3 separate regions of the Mus musculus genome follow, and regions 2 and 3 are each linked to region 1. Evidence: chromatin contacts called from public HiChIP or PLAC-seq and capture Hi-C data. All regions are on one chromosome and are shown on one strand. Each heading gives the region's core, a stretch centred on a gene start, on an enhancer-like site or on the middle of the called end of the contact. The rest is flanking DNA. Distances are from core to core; before and after follow the strand shown.

What was found. HiChIP or PLAC-seq counts read pairs in DNA pulled down with a chosen protein or histone mark. Capture Hi-C pulls out chosen DNA fragments and counts their contacts.
Region 2: an H3K27ac HiChIP or PLAC-seq map of embryonic stem cells shows a contact between it and region 1, with 5 read pairs. The contact joins the promoter of Pipox here to the enhancer-like site in region 1. A contact is called at or near these places in 3 of 39 promoter capture datasets (the HPC-7 cell line, hematopoietic stem and progenitor cells and macrophages), 1 of 484 Hi-C or Micro-C datasets (nephron progenitors), 1 of 115 datasets of contacts at active chromatin or transcription factors (embryonic stem cells) and 1 of 9 other capture datasets (pancreatic islet).
Region 3: a contact with region 1 is called in a capture Hi-C map of embryonic stem cells, with 2.9 times the contacts expected there. The contact joins two enhancer-like sites. A contact is called at or near these places in 1 of 39 promoter capture datasets (embryonic stem cells), 2 of 15 datasets of contacts at CTCF or cohesin (the NIH/3T3 cell line and embryonic stem cells), 29 of 484 Hi-C or Micro-C datasets (B cells, CD8 T cells, ECoMG-derived neutrophils and 12 more), 15 of 115 datasets of contacts at active chromatin or transcription factors (the HPC-7 cell line, the SCID.adh cell line, T-cell acute lymphoblastic leukemia and 6 more) and 4 of 9 other capture datasets (adipose tissue, embryonic stem cells, liver and 1 more).

Annotation. Positions count from the first base shown.
Region 1 is chr11:77,652,360-77,656,916 of GRCm38.p6, reverse strand. No RefSeq gene overlaps it. Among named protein-coding and RNA genes, the nearest start is that of Gm23132, 4.1 kb to the left of the region's middle. Within about 2 kb of position 2,681, at least 9 of the 459 cell types and tissues checked have an H3K27ac peak or open chromatin away from gene starts, as enhancers often do. A contact at or near this core is called in embryonic stem cells, where this site is marked.
Region 2 is chr11:77,891,186-77,895,742 of GRCm38.p6, reverse strand. Pipox (pipecolic acid oxidase) reads left to right here and starts at 1,871. Exons shown (of 8, transcript NM_008952.2): 1 at 1,871-2,076; 2 at 3,483-3,631. The coding sequence starts at 1,963.
Region 3 is chr11:77,805,417-77,809,973 of GRCm38.p6, reverse strand. The region is part of intron 1 of Myo18a (myosin XVIIIA); the gene reads right to left. Among named protein-coding and RNA genes, the nearest start is that of Gm10277, 19 kb to the right of the region's middle. Within about 2 kb of position 2,448, at least 102 of the 459 cell types and tissues checked have an H3K27ac peak or open chromatin away from gene starts, as enhancers often do. A contact at or near this core is called in embryonic stem cells, where this site is marked.

The DNA.
Region 1 (4,557 bases), core at 1,432-3,931:
CAACACCCTCACCCAGATATGCATGCAGATAAAACACCAACGCACATAAAATAAAAATAAATCATTAAAAAAAATTCAGTCTTGGGGACTGGAGAGATGATGGCTCAGGGTTAAGAGCCATCTGACTGCTCTTCCAGAGGTTCTGAGCTCAATTCCCAGTAACCACATGGTGGCTTTTAACCATCTGCAATGGGATCTGATGCCCTCTTCTGGTGTGTCTGAAGACAACAACAGTGTACTCACATATATAAAATAAATAAATAAAATTTTTTAAAAGTTTATCTTTCAGCTATGAGTTCCTATAAAATAAAAAATAAATAAAAGTGGGTTTTCCCATTTCAAATGATTTAATTAGGAAAAACACCCCTGGATCCGGAAAGATGGCTCAGTGGTTAAGAGCACTGGCTGCTCTTTCAGAGGTTCTGAGTTCAATTCCCAGCAACCACCAACCACATGGTAGCTCACAACCATCTGTAATGAGATCTGATGCCCTCTTCTGGTGTGTCTGAAGGTCACAAACATAAAATGAATAAATAAATCTTTTAACAATCAATTCACACATAGGGAGAGAGAGAGGGAGAAAGAGAGAGAATGAGATCAAATTTTTTTTGTCTTTTGTTTTTTGTTTTTCGAGACAGGGTTTCTCTGTATAGCCCTGGCTGTCCTGGAACTCACTTTGTAGACCAGGCTGGCCTTGAACTCAGAAATCCGCCTGCCTCTGCCTCCCAAGTGCTGGAATTAAAGGCGTGCGCCACCACACCCGGCTATGAGATCAAAATTTACAGAAAAAAAAAAAACCCAGAAACATCCCTACATTCCCACAAGTGTACTTAAACACTTAGGTTAATTCTAGATCTATTAAGCTGACAACCAAGAATAGCCATCACAATGATATCTCTCTCCTCCTCCCCTCCTCTCTCTGTGGTTAAATGTTGTAAACTGGAACCCCAACAGGTAAAAATTAGGGGAAAGGTGCCCAGAGTGACTAACCCCAGCACTTGGGAGATGGAAGCAGGAAGATCAGGAGTTCAAGGTCTTTCTGGGCCCTGAAATATGAGATCTTGTCTTGAAAATAAATAAATAAATAAATAAATAAAATTAGAGGAACAGGCTGAGAATGTTAGCTTAATAATAGGGCACTGTCTAGCATGTGCAAGACCCTACACACACACACACACACACACACACACACACACACACTCAGAGAGAGAGAAAGAGAGAATGGATTTGCTTCTTAAACCTTTTGTAAAACTTCCTGTCAGGCGTGGTGGTGCACGCCTTTAATGCCAGCACTCAGGAGGCAGAGGCAGGCAGATTTCTGAGTTCGAGGCCAGCCTGGTCTACAGAGTGAGTTCCAGGACAGCCAGGGCTATACAGAGAAACCAAAAAACCAGGCTGGAGACATGGCTCAGTGGTTAAGAGTACTGACTACTGTTCCAGAGGTCCTGAGTTCAATTCCCAGCAACCACATGGTGGCTCACAACCATCTATAATGGGATCCGATGCCCTCTTCTGGTGTGTCTGAAGACAGTGACAGTGTATTCACATATATGAGATAAATAAATTCTTTAAAAAAGAAAAAACAAAAAACCAAACCAAAACAAAACAACAACAACAACAAAAAGCTTCATTCTGCCAGGCAGCAGTGTCTCACACTTTTAGTCCCAGCACCCATGACTTTGAGGTTTGAGATCAACCTGGTTTACAGAGAGAGTTTGAGGACAGCCAGAGCTACACAGAGAAACCCTGTCTCTCTCTCTCTCTCTCAAACACACACACACCCACGCACACACAAAATCATTCTATTTCATCTACAAAATACTTGCCCTTTTAATGATGTGACATAACATGTATGTAGATAATTAACAAAACATGACATACCTACCAGTAAAATGTGTGTTCTGAGGAACAGTGGGAAGTCCACAGCATCAGGGAAGGGAAGAAAATGAGAGCCACTGGCTTATCATTCAGTTCCAGAAGGCTAATTATGATCATGAGCTAGGTCATCTATTTTTGTGAAAGTAAACTGTTATTTGCAAAGAAATGGTCTATTTGAAGCTTTCTCAAGGGGAATCCAATAGCTCAGCCTGAGAATTTTGTTGTGAAGTGTCTAGATCTTTTTTTTTTTTTTTTTTTTGAGACAGGGTTTCTCTGTGTAGCCCTAGCTGTCCTGGAACTCATTTTGTAGACCAGGCTGGCTTCGAACTCAGAAATCCGCCTGCCTCTGCCTCCCGAGTCCTGGGATTATATCTTTTTTTTTTTTTTTTTTTTGGTTTTTCGAGACAGGGTTTCTCTGTGTAGCCCTAGCTGTCCTGGAACTCACTTTGTAGACCAGGCTGGCCTCGAACTCAGAAATTCGCCTGCCTCTGCCTCCCGAGTGGTGGGATTAAAGGCGTGCACAACCACGCCTGGCTGAGTGCTGGGATTAAAGGTGTGCACCACCACGCCTGGCCTAAGTGTCTAGATCTTTATGGCTTTTGCTTAAATATACTTCTGCATTGAACTACATGGTACCTAGATAACTAGAGTCAAAGGATATTGTATCCAGGGTGAGTCTCACCCTCATCCCCACTCTAGACAACCCTAATCCCCCACCTCCATGCCCAGTGCTAGACACACTGCTGAGCGGGTGCATGTAACAGTGAGCAAATGCAAAAGGCCTGCAGGTATTGATCTTACAATTGCAAGTACGTGTAAGCACTAGGGGAATTTGCAAATACAGACTCTGTGAGTAATGAGAATTACCTACAGGTAGGAGGAGGGTGGTTACTGTGTTTGTAGATGCAGCAGAAAATGAGATTGTCAGGAACAGGCTCCATCCATTGTCTGTCTTTCTATCTGTTATCTGTAGTATGTCTGCATTCACCCCCTGGCCCAGCTCCTGTAAGCAGCCTAGGAATATCACAAGGAGACACCATCTGTGAAGAGCTTTTGGGGCTGCCTTCTAGGAATTTGGCAGGAATTTGACATTGGTCTAGGACTAGGAAGTAGGCTCAAGATGAATACAGCTGAGGAATGTGTTCTTTGTATCTCTTTTTTCTTTCTTTTTTATTTTATTTTTACTCTTTGTTTTTGTTTTGTTGTTGTTGTTTTTTTGTTTTTTGTTTTTTGTTTTTTTCTTTTTTTGAGGCAGGATTACTCAGTGTAGCCCTGGCTGTCCTGGAACTCACTCTGTAGACCAGGCTGGCCTTGAACTCAGAAATCCACCTGTCTCTGCCTCCCAAATGCTGGGATTAAAGGAGTGTGCCACCGGCGCCCAGCTGTTCTTTGTATCTTGATGGGTCTTGTTAAGTCTCTGAATACAGTAATCATGGGACCTTTGTTTATGCTTTGTTTGTTCCTTGGTTACTTTGTTTATACCTTAGGACTTACCATATTCTTTGTATGTACCTAGAATGATATAAAAGTAGACTGGAGCTGGGCGTGGTGGTGCACGCCTTTAATCCCAGCACTTGGGAGGCAGAGGCAGGCAGATTTCTGAGTTCAAGGCCAGCCTGGTCTACAGAGCAAGTTCCAGGACAGCCAGGGCTACACAGAGAAACCCTGTCTCAAAAACCAAAAAAAAAAAAAAAAAAAAAAAAGTAGACTGGAATGTGGGCGCCTGGTGGCACACGCCTTTAATCCCAGCACTCGGGAGGCAGAGGAAGGCAGATTTCTGAGTTCGAGGCCAGGCTGGTCTACAGAGTGAATTCCAGGACAGCCAGGGCTATACAGAGAAACCCTGTCTCAAAAAACCAAAACCAAACCAAACCAAACCAAAACAGACTGGAAAAATAAACCCACTTCAGCCTCAGCACTGGCTGGAGTTATCTTATAATGTTGTCTAATTGTGTTTTTCTTTTCAGTGCTCACTCCCTCCCTTGAGACCCAGTTTGGCTGACTGAGCTAGCTTGGTCAACCATCACACCTAACAGGAGTCATTTTACCTGTGGACGTCATATTGGAGCAGGGACAATCTTTCTCCAAATTCTACCTTACCCCAGCCAACATGCCTGAACCAGACTCACAGAAAATGCTCATGCCTGAACCATGACTGGCTTGGAGCAACAAACCTAGGCAGCATCTCAAGGGAGCCACGTCTCAATAAAACTGGGATTCTGATAGGAAGAAAGAATGGGAGGAGCGAAAAAAGGTAAGGAGTTGGCAGGGTTTCTACCATGTTGTTTATTAGTGATTGTTTGATATTGTCATGCCGACAGGCCATGATCAGAAAATATACTGCCCAGGCCTTAGTACTTATTTACATAACAGGCATTGATTACTAACAATGTTCATAATCTGTCACCCATTCTTTTTTTTTTTTTTTTTTTTTTTTTAAATTTTTTTTTTTTTAAGATTTATTTATTCTATGTAAGTACACTGTAGCTGTCTTCAGACACTCCAGAAGAGGGCGCTAGATCTCGTTACGGATGGTTGTGAGCCACCATGTGGTTGCTGGGATTTGAACTCTGGACCTTTGGAAGAGCAGTCGGGTGCTCTTACCTGCTGAGCCATCTCACCAGCCCCTCTGTCACCCATTCTTTACCATTTTCTTGTAAATATGCTACAAATAATGTC
Region 2 (4,557 bases), core at 622-3,121, 240 kb before region 1:
TCTTCCACTGTATGGCCACCAGATACACAGCAAAATGTTAAAATCAGAATCACGACTATAAGTTCTCTCATTGTCACTATAGCATTGTAGTGAGAGGGAAGTGTCCCCGGGCTGGGCTTGTGACTCAGGTAACAGAGTTTCAGCCTAACATTCATTGGTAAAGCCCTGGGTTTGGTCCTCAGCACCATATTAAACCAACATGATGGTACGGGTCTATTTTCCCAGGAGGTAGGGGCAGAAAAATCAGAAGTTCAAGGTCACCTGTGGAGGCAAAGCAGGTTGGAGGCCAGTTAAGCGATACATGAGACCCTGTATCCAAAAAAAACGAAAGAAAATACTAACAAGAAGTAAGTTTTGGAGCAGATAGACCTGGGTTCACATCTTAGCCTCTTGGCACACCTAGAATGGGTCCTTGGGCAGATCCTGCCATCTTTGTCTGTTTAGTGGTGTGTTTATGATTATAAACAACCAACCTCAAAAGTTAGTGTCTAAAAACAAGCATTTTATTTTACTTCATAAAACTGGGGAATGCTGACACAGCTTGGCTGTTGGGTCACGTGCCATGGACTGGGTCAGGTCATGGGTGGTTAGTTTGTCTGGACACAAGGTCCAAAATGGCTTCTCTTCCTATGTGTGACTTTTCTCATCTCTCTCTCTCACAGAGTGGCTGGACTTCTAACATGTTGGTTCAGGGTCTAAGAACGAGTGCTTCAACACAAGAAGATGTCCAAAGGCTTGGGTCAGAAAGAGGGTAGCAGTCACTGTATTCTATTGGGCAAGCATGTAATGGGAAAACCGACAGAGAACTTGAGGCTATCTCTAATCTGCTCAAAAAAAATGAGGATAAAAATACACACACACACATACAAAAAAAAAAAAAAATCCTGAGAATTTAATGAGATAATGTATTCCGAGGCAGATTTACCAGGAAGCTAATAAAACTTCAACCATGGGGCTCTCTAATTGAGCGGTCTCTTCGAAGTCCTGCCATCTAGTTTTGCATGACTAATTTTTTCTTTTTTTTTTTTTTTTCTCTTTTATTTTTAGTGCTGGGTGCTAAACCCAGGACCCCGAACATGCCAAACACAAAAGTCTACCGCTGAGCTAAGCCTCCAGGCCCCTTTCCCCTTTTATCTTAAAATGGACCCCCAAAGTGTATAAGAATCAGGACCTGCCAACCCTGGCTCTGTCCCCAGTGCCTGTAACAATCCCCATTGAGCCTGCTGCCTGGCACAGAAGGCTTCTCTGCACATGGCCCCTGTGTGTGCTGGCTGGTGCCTGGTTCCCCGTGTGCCTGAGGACAAGGTTCTTCCTCGCACTGTCCTTTCCTGGATTTTTTTTTTTCCTCTTCAGGATCATTTATTGTCCTTTTTTCAACATGAAAGTAAAACACACTGAGAATGATTTCATAATCACAAAACTGCCCTCCCAGTTGGCCCCTGCATCTACCCCCTGACCTCGCCACCCACCAGGGAGGAGGGCCATACCCTGGGCATCCTGCCAAGTTCTTGGCTGGCCGGGTAGCTCTCTGGAGGAAATCAAGCTGCAGAGAGGGAAGCCAGCAGGGGGAGGCAGCATTCCCGGGGCCCAGCTTGGTCTGGGAGGCATTGAAATTCCGGGCAAAGTCCTGAGACAAAGATCATAATGAGACAGGAAGGTGGCATGGGAAGGCGCCATTTGCATGACAATAATTGAGCCAAGAATAGCAAACTGGAGGGATGCAAGGGTGAGGCTAGCAGCTGAGCTGGGCGAAACCTCACAAATCAGTCCACCCAGCTCTGCTCTGCAGGGGGAGGCGGAGGCTGAGCCCTGTGCCAGGCTTTTTGGGGAGGGAAAGAAAGACAAGGACATGAGCCCCAAGGGATTGTGGGAACTCTAGTTTAGCTGGACTTTGCCTCCCTCCTCCCCCTGTAGCCTGGAGGTGCCTTTGTTTGCCTTCTCTTCAGTGGGCTTTGTGGCATCATGGCTGCTCAGACAGATTTCTGGGATGCTATTGTGATTGGAGCAGGCATCCAGGGCTGCTTTACCGCGTACCACCTGGCCAAACACTCCAAGAGCGTCCTCCTGCTGGAGCAGGTACACTGTGCCTTCTGCCCTTCTGCTATATAAGACTGTCCCCTCTTCTTTCCTCTCCTAGGGAGGGCTTTCCAGAATTTTTGGGCTATAAGTGAAGCCAAACGGTCAGACATCAGGAATTCTGTGCACTTCGTAGCTTCGTAGCCACTTCACGTGGATCTTGACAATGCAAAGAAAATTCCCACCCTTAAGTCCACGTGAGGTTTCTTGGTATACTCTTTTAAGTCTCTTAGTTCTTGCCCCGGATCAAGAAGTGTCCCACTTCTTTTCATTCTTGCAACCCTGTCTTGTCTTTGCCCACATGGTTGATACAACCAGAAAAAGAATCAATTCTGCTCTGGGTAACCTTAAATAAAGACAGTTTTGCCTAGAGGCAAAGGCTGATGTACCAGCTTTGGAGAAAGCTGCGTTTTCTCAGCTGCTCCTTCCAGAACCTAGCAGGAGCTGCTGTTGAATTCTTCCACCTTTGGGTAACAGCGACCTCCTCACTTGATGCCCGGGAACTAAGACACAGGTCGTCTTTCCTTAAAGGAAAAGTGATCACATGACTGCTTCAAATGAGGGTGGCACTGGGACCCTGCAGGGCCCCTCAGGGGTGGGGCCTATGCAATCTGTCAAGTTGAGTTTTCTACCCCTGTGGCTTCTTCCTTTCCATTCTGCCTTGCAGCTCTCTGAGCAGGTTACCACATCCTGGGAATTGTCTTCAGTTCCTCTGTTTTCCCAAAGCCCAAGGGATTTCTGTTACAACCTGCAGGAAAACCTCCATTTTGCTTCACCCCGCACCCCCCTAATCCTAAGATTGCTCCCTTATCCTGGGTACCTGAAGGCTCAGTGAGATGACATCCTTTTCCTGATCCGGAAAACCATGGGGCTCGATTTGCATAATCTGGAAGGTTTTCTGACTCTGCTTTTCTAGGCATCTAAGCAGGGTGTGAATTCAGTGGGATAATAGAAGGTTATTAACAAATGGATGGGTGGCTGCCAGGGCTATTTACAAAAGGAAAAATTTAGTCAGTGCTGAGGTACTATTGCTAACCAGAATGCCTGGCCAATCAGTGGGCCTCAAGGAGACCTGGAAGTATGGAAATATTTGAAAATATCTAGGCCTGGCGATGAGCACCTGAAAATCCCAGTTGCTCAGGAGACCAATGTAGGGGGATTGCAAGCTTAAGGCCTGCCTGGGCTACATAACATGACAGTGACTCAAATAAGAAATAAAAAGAGGTCTAGGGCAATAGATAGCTCATCTGCAGGGCACCTACTTGCCTCCTTTGTGCAAGGCCAGAGGTCTAGGCCCCAGGATTAGAAAGGAACCATTTGAAGCCTAAGATGGCTCCTAAAGAACAAAGGGAAGGCTGAGCCAAAGGGCAGTGACTTCCATTGTCTTTCTTGTCTTTCTTGTCAAGTTCTTTCTTCCCCATTCCCGAGGAAGCTCACATGGACAGAGCCGCATAATCAGAAAGGCTTATCCAGAGGACTTCTACACGATGATGATGAAGGAATGTTATCAGACATGGGCCCAGCTGGAGCGTGAAGCCGGAACCCAGTTACACAGGTGGGCGAGGGAGGAAGACCAGGAACACAGGGGACCCATCCCTCCAGGTGCTTTGAATGTGTGATGCTGTAAGGTGTGAACTTGAAATGCAACTGGAGGGACACAAGCCCAGGAGGGAGGTGCCAGTCATGTGGAGGCCTTCTGCTCACTGTCACAGATGCTGCTGGCCTCTGTACCTTTGAGTTCCAGGCCTGGTTAGATCCTGTGACCAAGGCTCTTACAGGTTGTTTTCTGAAAACTTAGAGGATGACCATGGACAGGTATCTAGAGCAGGCCTGCGCAAAGCCTTCCAGAGCCATCTTATAGGGCCTGCGTCAAAATCTATATAATTTTTTTGTTTTTTGTTTTTTGTTTTTTGAGATGGTTTCTCTGTGTAGCCCCGGCTGTCCTGGAACTCACTCTGTAGACCAGGCTGGCCTCGAACTCAGAAATCTGCCTGCCTCTGCCTCCCAAGTGCTGGGATTAAAGGCGTTAGCCACCACCGCCCGGCTAAAATCTATATTCTAACTCATGTCCTAACTTAAAAAATAGTATGTATAATGTATGTGTATGGATGTTTTGCCTACATACTTATATGTGCAACTACATATGTGCCTGGTGCCCAGAAAGGTCAAAAGAGAGTATTCAACCTTGGAACTGGAGTTACAGACAGTTGTGAGCTGCCATGTGGGTGCTAGGAATTGAACCTTGATTTTCTGCAAGAGCAACAAATACTCTTAACCACTGAGCCGTCTCTCCTGCCTCCTTTTTATGCTGTACCCTCATCCCCACAACAACCCTACAAATGCATTTTATTAATACACTATCCCCTGGGAACAAAAGCAGGTGTTCCAGGGGCCAGACTACTTGCCAGGAAGTGACCCTGAAGCAGCTTCAAACCTTAGGGTTCCTCTGACAGTGGCCTTTCTGACACTCTCAGGGAGGAA
Region 3 (4,557 bases), core at 1,199-3,698, 150 kb before region 1:
CTACACACTGTATCTTCCACCCCACTGCTGACTTTCCCTCTAACCACACCAACAACACTGGATGGGACAAGGCCAACCCAACACACACACACACACATCTCAGGGAAGCACTTACAGCCCCTTCCTCTTTGCCTGGAGGGCCGGGTTTTGGCACACCTTTGTCCTCCTCTTTAACCTGAGGGAGCAGACAGAGAAGTCACTGGCAGGTCAAAGCTGGGAGAAAAGGTCTAGGGGCCTTCTCTCCTTGGGAAGCAGAGCGGGACTGGGGTTGGGTTCAGAGGTCTGAGCAAGACATCTCTATTTCTGAGATTGAAGCTGCCCAGAGACAGTGTTGTAAGAATTAAGAGTCTCTATGAAAGTAAAATCCCAGGATGCTCGGGGCTCAGTAGCCAGCCCACAGCCCACTGGGGCTGGCAGAGGTCCACCACATCATGATCTCAGGGTCACAGAATTGCCATCCATGCAGATGGGGCAAGGAACGCCAAAGTAAGGTAAGATGTGTAGGGGAGAGAGATCCCTGGCTGGGGTGGGGGTTTGTGCTACAGTCGGAGCCAGCAGCCTGAGTCAGACAGAAGGTGCAGTCAGGGGAAACAGCAGGCGCTGTCACTGTCTGGGAAAGGACTGGTGATGTGGACACTCTGAGGGCTCTTCCAGTGCAAAGTCAAGCTGGGAATGGACTCCAAGGGGCTGGGCCCCAGAGTCAAAAGAGCCCACTCTTCTAGCACCTCTGCCTCCTAAATGCAGGCAGCCCCAGGAGACTTAACGTCCCTTCCTTGCCCAGGCAACCCCACGACAGCCTCAGCATGCCTTTCTTTCCTGCAGAGTAGGAAGACAGGAGCCCAGGAAGAAGATTTGACTTCTAATGGAAGATATTCTTAGCAACATCCAGAATCAATTATCTAATAGAGAAGTGGGGCTGTTCATTTTCAACCAAGGTCCATGGTCAATTTTGAGCTCCAATTAGCAGTGCCTGGACACTGTCCAGCATGGTGGCCACTGCAGTATTGAAGCCACATCTTGTCTACGATGCATATTCAATGGGTCTAGGGTTCAGTTAGTTCTCATTGACATGGGCAAGGCAAGGGAAGATGGCAAAGACTCGAAGAGGAAACCTTCTTACTTCAGAAGCTGGGGTCTGTGCAGAGAAGGGGAGGGGGAGGGTCCGTACAAAAATGCAGGGTGGCTAGGTCTGTACCTGCCGTCCTCCTCAGCAAGGGCCACCATCCCTCCCCATGGGGATCACACCATGCATTAGCCCCTAGGCACACAGGTTAGAGCATATTAAGTATTCCCAAAGCACAGACACTCTCATTAAAGCACACAGTGCAGTTAGTTTGGCTTCGCATATGGCCCAGATTCTAAGTTCACTCGGAGTCCCTCACCAGCTCCAAATCCGTCCTTTCTCCAGTAGCCTGTGTCTGGGGACCCAAATGGCTGTCCTAGGTGAGGCATTGGGAATACTGGTTGCCCCCCAAAGTGCCTGGGACACTAGGCTCAGGTATGAGCTCAGCTCTGGATTTAGCTTCAGGCTGACTCACGCCCTCCCCACCTCCCTAAAGCTTCTGGCTGTGTAGGTCATTGTCCAGCCAGAGACTGTGCATGTGCACAAAGGCGTGCCCAAGTCTGCCACAGCCTGGATTACTCTCTGGAGCTAGCTGCCAACTGGCCTGACATCCCCACTAGCAGCTCCTTTCTTCTACCCACCTCATTCCCCAGACTCTGGGCTCCACAGGCATCACCGAGCCTTCCCCAGAACCCCACAGTCCCGGGGGTGAGGCTGAGCTGCAGGCTGTGGAAGGGTGTGGAGGGATTAGCTTGGAGAGGCAGCAGTAGCACAAAAGGCCGCTCAGCTTACCAGAGGTGGAGCTCAGGGAGGGGAGTGACTCAGCACAGAAGCCATCAAGACAGAAAAGGGCTCCCAAGCCACACTGGTCATTCTCCCTGCACCCCCAAATACACACGCATGCCCAATCCCTCTGTAGCTTCACCATGCTGAGCACATCAGAGAACCAAGATTTTGAAATCCAACTTTCCTTTTGCTCCCAGAAGGCAAACCGCGTTGAAAAGGCCATGGTGCTGGGGGGCAGCCTGTACCCCTGTACCCTGAGTCAGAGAAGAAAGAGGGGCGGGATCTCTCAGGGGTGCAGAGTCTTCCCAAAGGCCAGGACCCGCTGGGATGAATGCTGTGGGTGACAAGAGGAAAGGAGGCTAGAAGGAGGATCCCAAAACTCAGGGCGTGGAAGGACTGAGAAATAAACTGTGGGAAGAAGACGGAGGCAAGGTGGGTGTCGGACGGAGAACGTCTAAACTGGGAAGCTGTGTGTCCTCAAATAAGCTACTTTACCCCTCTGGGCCCGCCTGGAGAATTAGGAACTAGACTGGTCTAGATAATGAATAAAGTCACCTCCAGACCCAGAACTGAAGGAGTCAGGGAGGGGGATGGAGAGCCACTCCCTTGATTCTCCAGGAGACCAAGCAAGCCGCCTGGGGACCCCAGCACCCCTGCCTTCCACCTGCAACCCACGTGGCCTGGCAGGAGTGAGAGGCCTGTGGAATTTTAGCTTTCCTCTCTGCAGGTCCTCAGCACCAGAAATCTGCCCTTGCCCAGGGGAGCTTCTCCAAAGAGTTACTTAGATTCTATAGAATGAACGATCCGGTTTGCTCCTATAGCTGATAGTGATAAATAAATGGTTAGAAATTAGTTTTGTTTTGAAGTGCTGGGGATGGAACCCCGGGCCTCACACACACAAGGCAAGGGCTCCACCTATGAGCTACACGCTAGCCCTATTTTTAATCGGCTATGTTGGCAGAATTCTGTCTTACTATCCAGTCAGTATGCTACAGGTTTTAAGTTTAACTGACTCATTTGGCCTTGAATTCATGTCTACATTTCGGCACTTGTCCAGGGAGGTCCCGTATGACCCAGAAGGACACTGGCCACTAGACATCTGGTTCACTCCTCCACACTAGCTACTCCAGGGACTAGCCCTCTGATAGCATGTGGAGATCTCCCCAGAGGAAGTTGCTGCCTCTGTGCCTGGGGGAGAACCGCCTGAATCTCTCCTCTCTTTCCTTCAGCTGTTTAGGACCAGGAGCAGGCCAACTATATCCAATATGGAGCAGAGAAGGAACTCCAGCCCCAGGGCTGATGGCAGTGCCTCTGAAGCCGTGACTCCAGATGTGAAAACAGGTTTCTCCCAGAGCTAGAGACTTGCTGTGGATCAAGGGCTCCCAGAGAGGACTCTTGTCCCAGACTGGATATTTCTGCTCTAGTAACTTCAGCCATTTCCAGCATTAACTACTGAGTAAGGAATGCCTACATTTAAATGGACTCTATACAAGGTATTTAACATACATTTCCCTAATTATCTATTCATCCTTCCTCATCCATCCATTCAGTCTTCCATTCACTTATTTGTGTGTGTGTGTGTGTGTGTGTGTGTGTGTGTGTGTGTGTGAGTGCATGTAAGATCAGAGGACAACTGGCAGACTCTGTTCTCTCCAACCACGTGAATCCTGTGGAGCTCCCTCAGGCTGTCAGGCTAGGAAGCACTGCCTGAGCCACTGAGCCAACTCCCCAGCCCTTCCATTTAAAACTGTTTGAGGCAGAGTCTGCCAATGGAGCCAGAGCTCACTTTTCCAACTAGTCTAGCTGGCTGACGACTCCTGGGCCTCCATCTGTCTCCACTCTCCAGTGGTGGGTTACAGGTACACATTGCCTGCCACACTCAGGCTTTTTCATATGAGTTCTTGGAATCCAAACTCAGTTCTTATGCTTATACAGCATCTACTTAATGAGTCATCAGCCTAATTTATTTTATCATTTATTTTTTCTTTTGAGACAGAGAATTGCTTTGTAGCCCAGGTTGGCCTAGAATTCACTATATAGACCAGGTTTGCCTTGCTGAGATCGCCTTGCCTTAGCCCTCCTGGGTGCTGAAATTACACGTATGTACACCATACCCAGCTAACCCCAGATTTTCTAATGTAATCTTCTGACATGGAATCATTATTTTATTTTGCTGATGAGAAAAAAGAATTCTGAAAGCTATTATATCACATAGATGATATATGATGGGGCTTAGATTTTCTTCTTTTGTGGGACTTTTGTTTTTTGTTTTGTTTTGTTTTGAGGCAGGATCTCATATTGCCTATACCTGCCTCAATTCAATGTGCAGCCAAAGATGTCCATGGACTCTTGATCTTCCTGCCTCTAACTCCCAAATGGAGCTTGGGTTTGATCTAAAGTCAGTCCAACTCCAAAGTCTATACTGCCTCCCTCACCAGCTTCTCTTCCTCCGTGTGAGCCCCAGGAGATCTGGCTCAAGCCAAGGCACAGCTGGCAGTGTGGCTGCATAGGCATCCAATCTTTCCAAGCTGAGTTTCTGAATTTACAAAAGGGAGACTCCAGTATGTCCCCAACACCTTCTGAGACCTTGCCATCTCTCTCTCCGTGTCACTTCTAACCACTTTCCTCCCTTGGAAGAATGGAAAGGAAATCGTGCCCCTGATCACTCCCCTAAGCCATTTCACCCCTCCCCCTCCTCACAGCCAACA